2 separate regions of the Mus musculus genome follow, and region 2 is linked to region 1. A link is a contact called in public HiChIP or PLAC-seq data. All regions are on one chromosome and are shown on one strand. The core of a region is the stretch at or near the end of the contact, and the rest is flanking DNA. Distances in the headings are between cores, read along the strand shown.

Region 1 (6,045 bases), core at 2,066-4,565:
TGAACTTTAACCCATTTATTGGCTTCGTAATTCCGAGATTTCCTGCTATCTTACTGTGTGACCTGTTAGATAGTGATACTGTCTTACTCATTTTCATAGCTAACTGACTTTTATAGATTCCAAGCACTTGGTTAAACCCTGTATTATGGCCTAGAAATTACAATGCCCCTTGAGGGACGAATGCTCTGACATTGTCAACAGTTGTTTGTACCAGATCAGAACATCAAGCCAGAAATAGTGCTTGGTTTTAGACTATAGACAAATGAAATTCTTTTGTCCTTCAGCCTACTTTAACATCAACTTCAAAAATCCCTTGTGTTGTTTCTAAACTCTGGGCTAAATGTCATTGAGGCCAGGATTTTTCTAAACAGTGTTGCTAAAGAAGACTGTTGAAAACTGTTGGCATTAGCTGTCAAGTTTTCTCTCAGGTGAACAAGAACAAGAATAAGAAATGGAGAGGAGAGTTTCATATCCCATGTTTTCCTCCTTGGGGTCTAGAAACAATTCAAGGGATGACCCAACCTGTCCAGTAAAAAATAAATGGAGTAGGAGGATCAGCTGCTGCAAACACTTCCCAGATGAATGAATGAATGGGAACTGAATAAAAGGAAGGGTAGGGTTCTTGGTTTTTGTTTCCTGAGCAGACCATGTCCTCCACTTAGATTTAGGGTGAGGAGACAGAGTCATGACATTACTGTGTACTGGTCTCCTACGGTGCCTTGGAATGGATGTTCTGCATATTTTGTCTTGATTTAGCTTCACAACCAGGGTATGAGGTAGATGCTATTAATATCCCATGTTACAAATAAGGAAACGAAGACACAGAGAGATTAAGAAACTCTAAGGGGGGATTTTTCAGCCGCAGTCTAGAATGTTCTTTCCTTGTGTGTTTTCCATTATGCCCTAAAATGAGGTGAATAAAGAGTAACTCGGAGTCACTACTGCTCAGCTCATTTTCTTTAGGCCATCAGTTTTCTGCTTTCATCTCACTCTTTGATGTAATATTCTCCTTTTCATTAAAAATAGTAATTATATGCCTGTATGTTTGTGTAACTAGTAGTATGTTTAGTGCCTGTGAAAGACCTCAGAATCTTTCCAAGTGGAATTACAGAAGGTGTTAGTCACTATGTGAATGCTAGAAATTGAACCCCAAACCTCTGGAAGAGCAGTCAGTGCTCTTAATCACTGAGCCATCTCTCCAGCCCTTGCTACTCCTATTTTCATAGCTGTTCGATGGCCCCTTTTGAAAGCATGTATTTTATTGTCTACAAGGTCAAATGTTTATGGTTAGAAGAAACTCAGTCTTTATGGAATGAAAGAACGAATGAATATGTATTTTTGCCCTCCTCAACCATAAGCACTCTTCACTTCCTATCACACCAAATGTAAACTACCTGGTTAGATACTTAGTACTCATTTAAAAATGCCAATCATTGCCTGCCAGTGACCACTGCAGACCTGTGAGCCTGGCCCTTTGCAAGAACTGATCCACTAAATCTCCAAACTGAGAACTTCAAATCCAGGAAGTTGCAGACATAAATTTGCACTATACTCTCTGCTAAGGTCTTGCCCAGAGATTATCTCCCTCTTGGCCTGGATTTCCTACTTTCCAACATAAACTTTCCAGTTAGACAGGTTCCTTTGCCCATCGATTCCTTTCTTCCATCTGGAGAGCTTTCCTGATTTCCCCATCACATCTTTTTCCTAATTTTCTTTTAATGCTCAAGTTTAGGCTGCCATTGACATTTCAATAACTAAAAGCATGCCCTTCCTTCGTCATCGTGGCAAATGTCAGAAGCCCTACTTACTCAGATACTAAGGCAGGAGGATTGTTTAAATGTGCAGAAGTTTGGGACAGTTGTCTGCGCAATACAAAGAAACCCTGCCTCATACCCTCTAAAAAGGCATGCCTGTAGAACTCTCAAGCAATATGTGTAATACTCCTACAAGAGAAATATGGCTCAAAGGGGTTTGTGAAATCCTGGTTATTGTTCAACCTTTCATATCATTAGAATACAGCTGATCCTACACTTACAAGCTTGTTTCTTATATGTATGTGTAAGGCCTGAGTCCGATCCCCAGGAATAAGTGTACACACACACACACACACACACACACACACACACACACACACACTACTTGTTTGTTTTTATTTTATAAAAGGAAACAATAACTTCATGATAAACCAGATGAACAGGATCTTAAACAAACGTGCCTCCAGTTAGCCTTAGCAAGAATGCAACAGAGCAAGGACACACACCATTTGCATTAATTCTGCCACTAGGAAACCCGGGGAAAAAAAAAAAAAGACAAAACAAACAGCCCCACCCCCAACCAGATCAAGTTACTCCTAGAAAATAAACGACTCTTCTGAGCATTTGTAAACATAGCCCTAGGGAAGCAGAAAGACAGGTAGATCACTACCAAACCGGCTAGCCAAATCTATAAACTCCAGGTTCAGTGAGAAACCTGGAGGGCAATTGATGAAGACATCTGATAGGAACTTCTGGACTCCACATGAGTGCACGACAGACAGACGACACACATGAATGAAATGTAATCTAAAATTATTTTTTTAAATAAAAAAAGACTATGTTTTCCAGATTGTTGGTGCCGTGAAACCCTAAAGCTTTTCTTTGAAACATTTCTGTATGTCCTACTCAGTGGGCTGTCAGTAGTTGATTGCTAACACAAAATGTCTTTCACTTTCACTATTTCAGATTCCGTAACTGTTGTTATTAGAAAGGCCCCCTTGCCTCCTTAGAAATCGATGTAATGTACACATTCTTTAGAGTTCAAAACCTGTCAGGCATTTCCCATTACAAATCATCAAATCCATAAACCCAAATAATACATGTCCTTGAATTGAACCAAAACAACAACAAAAAAAGGAAACAACCATATGCGAGTTCAAGTACTATTGGAGAATTGAACCAATTGTTATTCCGTTATCAAATATACTTACTTATTTATTTTCAAAGAGTAGCTACAAACGTTTGCAAGGAAAAAAACAAAACCAAAACAAACAAAAAACCCAAACCAAATCAGCACAATCCTTTACAGTGAGTACTCATACATTTATCGACATTCAGAGAGCTTTCCGAAGTTAGAAAATTAACTCCATGCACCTTTCAGTGCGGGGGTGGGACGACTCTCCAGGGAACCCTCGCTCAGCCCTGCAGCCGGGAGGGGAGGGCGCACGGGGCGTCGCGCAGAGCCTGGCGCAGACCCCGCCCGAGCTGGCGGCACCGCCCTGCGGCCCGCAGTTGGCTGTCCCCGAGGCCCGCCCCACCGTCCCGCCGTCCGGCCGCCCCTCTGTCCGCCTGCCCCCGCCGCGGAGCCCGCCAGTCCCGTCCGCCGCCGTCCATCCCGCCATGGCTGCGCGCCTGCTCCTCCGCTCCCTGCGCGTCCTGAGCGCCCGCTCGGCGCCACGCCCGCTGCCCTCCGCCCGGTGAGTGCGGGTACAGCCTGGGGTACCGGCAGCCGGGGCGGCGGAGCTCTGGGGATGGGGTGTGACGCGCTACGGTCAAGCCGGGGCGACGCGGCCGGAGGAAGGGACCGGGCCTTCTCTCCGGAACCCGGGGCTGCCCGCTGTGGCGTGGAGAACTCGGGGTGTCCCCACCACGGTCCGCCGCGCCCCAAAAGGCAAGGCAACCCCTAATGCTCGCTCCAGGCCTGGGCCCCGCCCCACGTCCTACAGTGTCCCGTGAACTGACTTTGAAAGTGTTGTCCCAGCTTTAGCGGGAGCGATCACCCCCTGGGCGCTCTGCCACCGAGTAGTGCGACCTTTAGCCCAGTTGGAACGGAGACTGGGGACTGCCACCTGACAGTGAACTTGGGACTTGGTGTGCGGAGGCGGGGACCGGAAGACCAGAGCAACTTCAATCATCCCGACTCAGGCGTCCAGGCGTAGGCCCCATCTGATAAATTAGTTGTACACTTATTACTAAATCCTTAAACTAATTAAATGTAGAGGGATTAATGGGCAGCTCCCAAGAGCTTTAGAGACTTTTGGGGGTGTTTATACTGAGATCAAGTTTTACCTGTCTAAAAATCCATTCCTTGGATAAAGCAGACTGGAAGTGTAAAGCTTTGTTAATTATGGTGGCAGGACATTTAAATGAGCTAATTAGCACATTGTTGCGAAGTACAATACAGTGCTGTGGTAAAGCTTATCCATCCGGAGGAGACTTGGGAAAGTTCCGAGGACTTTAAGATAGGAATGCTTTTCTATTCTCCGGAGGAAGTGATGTTCTGACGCTCTTAAAATTAGAGCACCCTGAAGATGAACAGAGACACCTGCATCGGTGGCAAAGGACAGGCCAGCTGACTCATTGCTGGATGCTGCGAAAGGGTGTGTTCCTATTGTTCTAGCTTTTCTTATTTCTTTTTATGTTAATAATATTTCTGTATTTTTTTAATTAGAGAACCCCCCAAATGATCTTATTTTGATTCAAGTGTGGGAAGAAGCTCTGCCTTACAGAGGATTATTGGAGAATGGTCAGTGAGCCAGGAGCTATAGTTTTATCGTCACGGGTTTCTTAAAGGGTTATGAGTATAATGGCCAACGATCCAGTTGAAAGGCAGTCTGAGTCAGCATTTATGGAGCGAGGCCTAGGCTGAGCCCAAGAACGTTTACATCCAGCTGCCAGGGCCTGAGTGTGCCAATGGGTCATTTCATTTAGTCTGACTTTTTTTTATGTAAATGAGGCTTTAAAGCGGTGGCCCAGGCCTGTAATTCCCCCTCCACACACACTGGAGGCAGAGGCCAGGGGATCATGATGAATTTGAAGCTTCCTTGGAGCTGCTTAGTGAGACCCTGACTTAAAAGACAGAGAAAACAACGGACACTAGCCTGAAGGCTATTGATTTGTTCAGTACAGGTGTCTCCAAACTGAAAATTGATGTTTCACCAAACTTAACTGCCAAGTAAATGATAGCAGGAAAGTGTTTATTTATGCATTTCTTTTTTCTGTAGTTAGAAATATTACATTTTTTTTCTTAGCATATTATAGGGTGTACCATTTTAAGACCCAGACAGATTTACACACAAGTTCTCTACTTTATAGTGATAAACAATTCCACCTGAATCTCAGAAGCCTGGTATTCTAATCTCAGCGTTGCTTTTACACGGAGGACAAATATATACTTTAAAATGCTTACCTCATAGCAATAAATTGAAAGCAGTCATCTCAGTTATTAGGGATAAAATAAACTTTGTTGTGATCTGAGAAACCACCTGCAGGTCTTGTGCCTGGTTTTCTCTGACCTTTAAAGCTTGGATAGCAGTTTGGTGTCTCTGGTGACCGGTGTGACCTCACTGTAGGAAGTAATCACTAGGATTTGGCCTGTTCCTCTTCCCAGTTGCTTTCTCTTCCTAGTGTTTGTGGTTCAAGATGTGAGCTCTCGGCTTCTTGCCTGAGCCCTCTGTTTATTGTCATGCCTTCTGGCCCCAATGGTAGTAGACCCTTATCCCTCTGTAGCTGTAAGCCCAAGCAAACCCTTTCTTCCATGGCTATGGAATATTATCACACCAACAGAAAAGAACCCAATATAGTACCATATTTTCATCCTCCATTCATCTGTCTTTCCCTCAGTATATACTTTTGCCATCTTTATCAGAGATTAGGGAGTTAGAGATGCCAGCATCTATATTTGTGTCCCTTGTTCCATTGGTTTGTGCGTGTGCGTGTGCGTGTGCGTGTGTGTGTGTGTGTGTGTGTGTGTGTGTGTGTGTGTGTGTTTGCGTTCTGTTGCCCTTACTATGCTGTTTCTATTACAATGGCTTGGTAATGTAGCTCACACGCAGGGTGATGATACCTCCAGCAGTATTCTTTTGTTCAGGGTTGCTTTAGCCATCCTTGGTGTTTTGTGCCTCCATATAAATTTTAAAATCTTTTTTTTCCAACTTCTTTGAAAAATAGCCCAAGATTTTTTGTTGGGCCTGCGTTGAATTTGTAGATTGCTTTTGACAGGATGGCCATTGCCCTAATACTAATTCTTCTGAGCTGAGACCAGGAGGTCTTTCCATCTTCTGGTGTTGTC
Region 2 (5,926 bases), core at 3,090-5,589, 140 kb before region 1:
GTCCATCGCACCACAGTGGACACCATCCTCATAACACAGGAAGCTGCTTCACTGACAGAGTAGCCAAGATGATAACAGAAGTGGCAGAGCCAAGATAAATACCCCAGAAGCATGACTGAAAGCAGAATCCTTACACATTGCTTCAGCAATGTGAAATGATACAGCTGCCATGCAGAAAGACTGCTGGTTCTTAAACAAATCAAGCCCTTGACGTACAACCTAGCAGTTCCACTCTAGACCAACCCCCCCCCCCCAATGACTATCCATAACAGCTCTGCTTGAAGCCAAATGTGAAAAAGTATCTGAGCATCTGCTATCCATCAACAGATGAATATATAGGTAAACTATGGTGTGCACATGCCATGGAATAGTATCTACTTATAAAGGGGATGGAATTCTAATGTACACTGTAATACTCACAAACTTTGAAAACATCTAAGCAAAATAAGCAGACACCCAGAAATGCAATACAGAAGAGGAAATTGCATGCATATGGAGTGATGGCTAGTGGGAATTATCTAGACTAGGGAAATTACAGACAGAAAATAGAAGGTGTCAGGGTCAGAAGTGGAAAACAGGGAATGCTGCTTAATATGTAGTTGTAAGAATGGAAGTGATGCTGGGTGTGCAACTTCATGACTGTGATGCCACTGCATTGTATACATAAAGATGCAATCCCAGTGGTAGAGCTGGACACAGGAAGGGCCCTAGAGCTACCTGGTCAGCTAGGATTGCCCAGTCCTTGTGCTCCAGGGTAAGAGAGACACTATCCTAACAAATAGTTGGAAAAGCAATTAGTGAAAACACCTGATCTGGATCTTTGGCCTCCAAAGGTACTACACACATGTGCACACATAAGAACACATACACAAACACACAAAAATACAACAGCTCATAGATTCTTCCCTAGTGTGTAAAGCCATTCTAATAGTGAAGGGTGTCAGTTACTCAAGTTGTATGGCAAGTGTGTTCTTTAGAGGGAATTGGTGATAAGAGCAAGTGGCCAGTTTAGTATTGCTGCTGCATCTGTCTCTGTCTGTCTGTCTGTCTGTCTGTCTCTCTCTGTCTCTCTCGCTCTCTGTCTCTCTGTCTCTCTGTCTCTCTCTCTCTCTCTCTCTCTCTCTCTCTCTCTCACACACACACACACACACACACAGCTTAGACCAAGCATACATGATCAGGCCCAGTTATTTTATAAAACAAAGCTAGTTACATTAGTTTGCTTTTGCTATGATAATACACTGACTAAGAGCAGCTTGGAGTAGGGAGGGAAAGAAAGGTTAGTCCAGCGTGAAGGGAAGCCAGGGCAGGAACCTGAGGCAGGAAGTGAAGGAGACTCCATGGATGGATTCTAGTTACTAGTTCCCTTCCCCTGCCTTGCTCATCCTTCTTTCTGATACAACCCAAGACTACCTGCCAGGTGATTGCACCCCCAACAGTGGACTAGGCCCTCCTCCTACATCGATCAACAATCAAGGAAACACCCCACAGATATGCCCACAGGCCAGTCTGATGAGGACAGTTTCTCAGTGGAGGTTCCCTCCTCCCAAGTGTGCCTAGTCTTGTGTCAAGGTGACAAAACCTATGATACAAGTCAGTGGTAAGGGTTTGTCTGTTGTTGGAAGTACTGCACTTCCTGTTGCTGCGATCCTTACTTCTCAGCCTGCCTCCTCCTCTTCTTCTCCACCTTGCCTTCTCAGGTAGGAAGAGCTTTGTAGCCCCAATGACAGAACTCGCATATGTCCCTTGACTCTGCAGGTGTTCAAAGAAGAGCGTTACCTGTGTGATGCCCAGCAGTGTGCTGACGTGATCTGGCAGTACGGGCTACTGAAGAAGGGCTACGGGCTGTGCCATGGTGCTGCAGGGAATGCCTACGCTTTCCTGGCACTCTACAACCTCACACAGGATCTGAAGTATCTGTACAGGGCCTGCAAGGTAAGAGCCAGGCTGGGCGTGGAGAAGCAGCTCCTTGGGAGGCTGAAAAGGCCCTGAGCTTAGAGTTAACACACATGTAGTTTAAGGGAAACCTCGAGAACTATTCAGGACGGTTAACATCCCTTTAAAGGGTAGATTCTGCTTGGACCTTTGTAGGACCAAAGGCTGAAGGGTGGAGGGTTATTTTGTTTTGGTACCCTTGGCAACAGTGTTCTTACTGCTCACTAAACTCCTCCCAAGCCATGCAGCTGCCTCCAAACCTTCTCCTTGTCTCTCACTTATAGTTTGGGAATTATTCAAAGTAACGCAGGCAGTTTTTGTGAGTTCCTAGAATTCGGAAGAAATAACTACAGTAATTGAACTCGGTCTCATTTTCAGTTTGCTGAGTGGTGCTTAGACTACGGGGAGCACGGATGCAGGACAGCGGACACCCCCTTCTCCCTCTTTGAAGGTATTTTTCACACATGACTTAGCTCCTAAGATCATCAGCTACCATTCTGCTTGGTGATAATCAGGTGTAACCACAATCTGATTCTTATAGTCCATTCTTAAACATGTACCACCTTATTTCCTGAAATGTCAGGTCGGTGAGCAAGGCTGGGGGTGTAGCTCAGTTGTTACAGTTGCTTAGTCTACCCAAAGCCCTGAGTTCATCTTCCACACCACATAAACTAGGCATATTGGCATATACCCACATCTCTATAATCCCAGCACTCAAGGGGTGGAAACAGTAGAGACCGGAAGATCAGCAATTCAACTAGGCCATTTACTTGTTTAAGGCCAGCCTGGACTGTGTGAAACCTGGTGCCTAAATAAATAAATAAATAAATAAATTAGTCAGTGAGCATTTACCTCAGACTATAATATTAGTAGCTGTCATGGTGGCCACCATTTATGAACCCAGGCATATGCTGAGTCATAGATACAGAGCCTCTGGGAGGTAAGTGGCCACGAGGCAGTGCTGAAGGAGCTGGCATGTGGCCAGGTGACAGGAAGTGAGTGGCTAGAATAAGTAGCTTGACTGTGCTTGCCTCCATTCTGTCTCCTGTCTTCCTCTGGATAAAAAGAAAGCCAAGAACCCCCGAGGGGCCTCTGATGTTGAATGCAGGGTATGAATTACAGGATGCTTCCCATGACCAAAAGTCAATAAAAAATAAAAAAATAAAAATAAATGAGCCTTAGGAAATGGAGCCATTTGGTGTAGTAACGTGTGCTTCTTTCTGTTCCTCTAGGGATGGCTGGAACAATATATTTCTTGGCTGACCTGTTAGTCCCCACAAAGGCCAAGTTCCCTGCATTTGAACTCTGAAAAGAAAGCATGTCTCCTGCCGCTTACAGCATGACTCTGTGTATTACTCTGGGCTACATATTGCCCTTGCTTTTGAAGGAAGCAGAATGAAACTGTGTACTTTGAAGTGGTCGAGTTTTTATTTCCATAATTTGTCTTTAGCAGTTCAGCACCTTTTATTATTTACTTTTTATTTATAAGTGTACTTGAAGCCATCTTAATTCCCTTCCAGAGGGAAGGATGGATGACAGTACAGTATCTTCTGATCATTCGCATGGTTCCCAGACATGCAGGAAATGTTCCTCTTACTACTTATCCATCAATGTGATCCATGCCTGGGAGCATGTTATCCCATCTCCTGGGGAGAGAGGCAGGAGGATCACAAGTTCAAGGCCAACCTAGGCAACTTAGTGAGACCCGTTTTCAAGGTAAAGAGCAGGAGAGATCTGGCACGTAGCTGAGTGGTAGAACACTCCTAGCATGGAGAAGAGCCCTGGGCCCTGCCCCAACACAGATACACACAGTGCACACAGTGCACACACGAGCTCAGTGCAGGTGGACACATTACATGTGATGGCTGTTGCTGGGTACTGCCTTCCAGCTCTTCTGTTGAGCATTCTGCCTCCACAGAGAGTAGTAGTTCTGGGACTGGGTTCTCTCAAGTGGTGAGCAAAGGGGACCAAAAAATGTAGCCCGTGCTTCTGGAAGAAAAACTGCAAGAGTTATAGACTAGATTTTTGGGCCTAAATGTCATTTTTTTAAATTCCTAGTTTCTGTCTGAACTAGAAATCCCACTTCATGAGCCACACAGGCCCTATCTAGCAGCAACAGGATCAAAACTTAAATGGTTGGGATGCACATTCTGATCTGAAAGTTTACTCACAAATAACAGTTCCTTGGCTTGTGTTAGATTTCAGAAATGTTTGTTTTAAAAGTTGTCTGTCCTTTAGTACTCAGATGAGATCTAGAAGTAGATTGTCTGTGTGAATTTGCTGAGACAGGGTCCCACCTGACCTTTGGCTGACCTTGAGACGTTTGGCTCAGCTTTGCCTTGCTTTTCGCTGACTGTGCCTGAGTGAGTGCCACATGTCATCACCTTCTGTCAATTGACTTGAACATTGATCTCGTCACTAACTAGTACAAACTCTAACTCTGCTTACAAAGAGTGTGGAAAGGGAGCTGCTCTGACCAGTAGCTTCTAAGAAAACACGGCTCTTGGCTGGAATGGGATGTGACTGCCTTCATGCGTGTAACAAATGGCGGTTTGCATATCCCAAGAGCAAGTGTCCTTCACATTCCGAGACCACCTCGGAGTCAGGTTTGTTTGTACACGAAGACTCCCCCGTGTTTCGACCTCTGAACAAACGCCTATTGACTCTTTAGCTCCTCCCTTCTTTCCTCGATATCAAAGGCCTAACCAGACTCTAACCTACGTGGTAACATTTTCCAGCTTTAAAACAACAGGGTCTAAGAATATTTAATGTGCTATTTGTGGCTCTTTTGGTCATTCAGTTTTTATTGGAGATCAAATCCCCATGGAGTGTATCCTGGTTGCTATGAGGAGTAATCTCCTGTTATTTTCTATTTGGTACCAAGATAGCTAATATTACGTGAAATTTTCTGGCCCTTTTAAGGGTGCCTACAGTAGGATCCAAAGAGCAGCCCAGCACTCGATTTCTAGGATTGAATTGGTCCTTCTGTGACCCCTGTGCATCCTCAGAAGTTGTGTGTAGACTGTGCCAGGTGAAGGCTTTGTATCAATATTTATAAGTCACTCTTAGACAGTAAAGTGCAGCTGTTTGGCTGGGTGTCCAGCTTTAGAAAAGAAAGCCCACTTTGTTTAGTTAAATGGCTTATTATATTCTGTCTGCACTTTACTATAGATACTTATTAAAGAAAAAGAGGAAGTGTTTTGATCAGCCAGTAGACTTGGTCACAGTGCTTCCCCAGGCATCCTGATGAGTGTTGCCTCCTGCATATTGTCACCCATGAACAGACTCATGAACACCATTCAGCTCTCTTCACTGTAGCATTTTAGAAACTCACTACACTGACAGTGTTTATGCCGCTGTTGACTAATGTTTAAGAGCTAGGAGAGTTTTCTAAGGATCTTAAACTCACATAGAGTAAAGGCTGACACCAACGCCCCTCCTCGGGTAGAGGCTGCAAGAACCATTTCCATTCAGGTGTCGTGCAGACATGGTTGGTTTTATTCTTATGCATTTTTCCTTCAGAGGTTTTAATTCCTAGTTTCAAAACCTTCCAGTGGCTGCTTTGGAAAACTCAGTGGCATTGTTCATCTCCATCCAGAGACTGGGCAGTAAGGGGTTCTGAGCCTGCCAGGCAGTCTATTTATCCCCTTGTGCTTTTCAGCCCTAAACTTGAATCGTGTAACATGTCAGCATTGACATGGCCGTCTCCATAGATCCCACCAGGGAGTTCATTTCATCCCAGCTGTCGGTCTCCCATCCTCAGGGTCATCTGGTTCCCTTATCCTCATCATGCCCTGCCTGTATCAACGCAGAAAGCCCCCATGTAGATAGACTTAGATTGAAGAGGATCTACGAGTATTTTTTTCTCCTTCCCTGTTTCTCTAAGTAACAGAATTGCAGCACTCTATTCCTGTGTCCTCAGGTCAATTTGTATCTAGATTACTGGGCCTAATCTTGAAGTAAGTAGTGTAAGTGGGATCTTTCACTTCTC

Evidence for each region. HiChIP or PLAC-seq counts read pairs in DNA pulled down with a chosen protein or histone mark.
Region 2: an H3K27ac HiChIP or PLAC-seq map of hepatocytes shows a contact between it and region 1, with 3 times the contacts expected there. The contact joins the enhancer-like site here to the promoter of Acadl in region 1. A contact is called at or near these places in 1 of 39 promoter capture datasets (liver), 1 of 484 Hi-C or Micro-C datasets (liver), 5 of 115 datasets of contacts at active chromatin or transcription factors (DN3 thymocytes, the SCID.adh cell line, bone marrow-derived macrophages and 1 more) and 3 of 9 other capture datasets (adipose tissue, liver and pancreatic islet).

The regions. Positions count from the first base shown.
Region 1 is chr1:66,860,579-66,866,623 of GRCm38.p6, reverse strand. Acadl (acyl-Coenzyme A dehydrogenase, long-chain) reads left to right here and starts at 3,315. Exons shown (of 11, transcript NM_007381.4): 1 at 3,315-3,451. The coding sequence starts at 3,375.
Region 2 is chr1:67,000,799-67,006,724 of GRCm38.p6, reverse strand. It overlaps Lancl1 (LanC (bacterial lantibiotic synthetase component C)-like 1), which reads left to right. Exons shown (of 9, transcript NM_001190985.1): 7 at 1,759-1,935; 8 at 2,314-2,386; 9 at 3,168-5,926. The coding sequence ends at 3,244. Among named protein-coding and RNA genes, the nearest start is that of Lancl1, 35 kb to the left of the region's middle. Within about 2 kb of position 4,339, at least 18 of the 459 cell types and tissues checked have an H3K27ac peak or open chromatin away from gene starts, as enhancers often do. A contact at or near this core is called in the SCID.adh cell line, hepatocytes and liver, where this site is marked.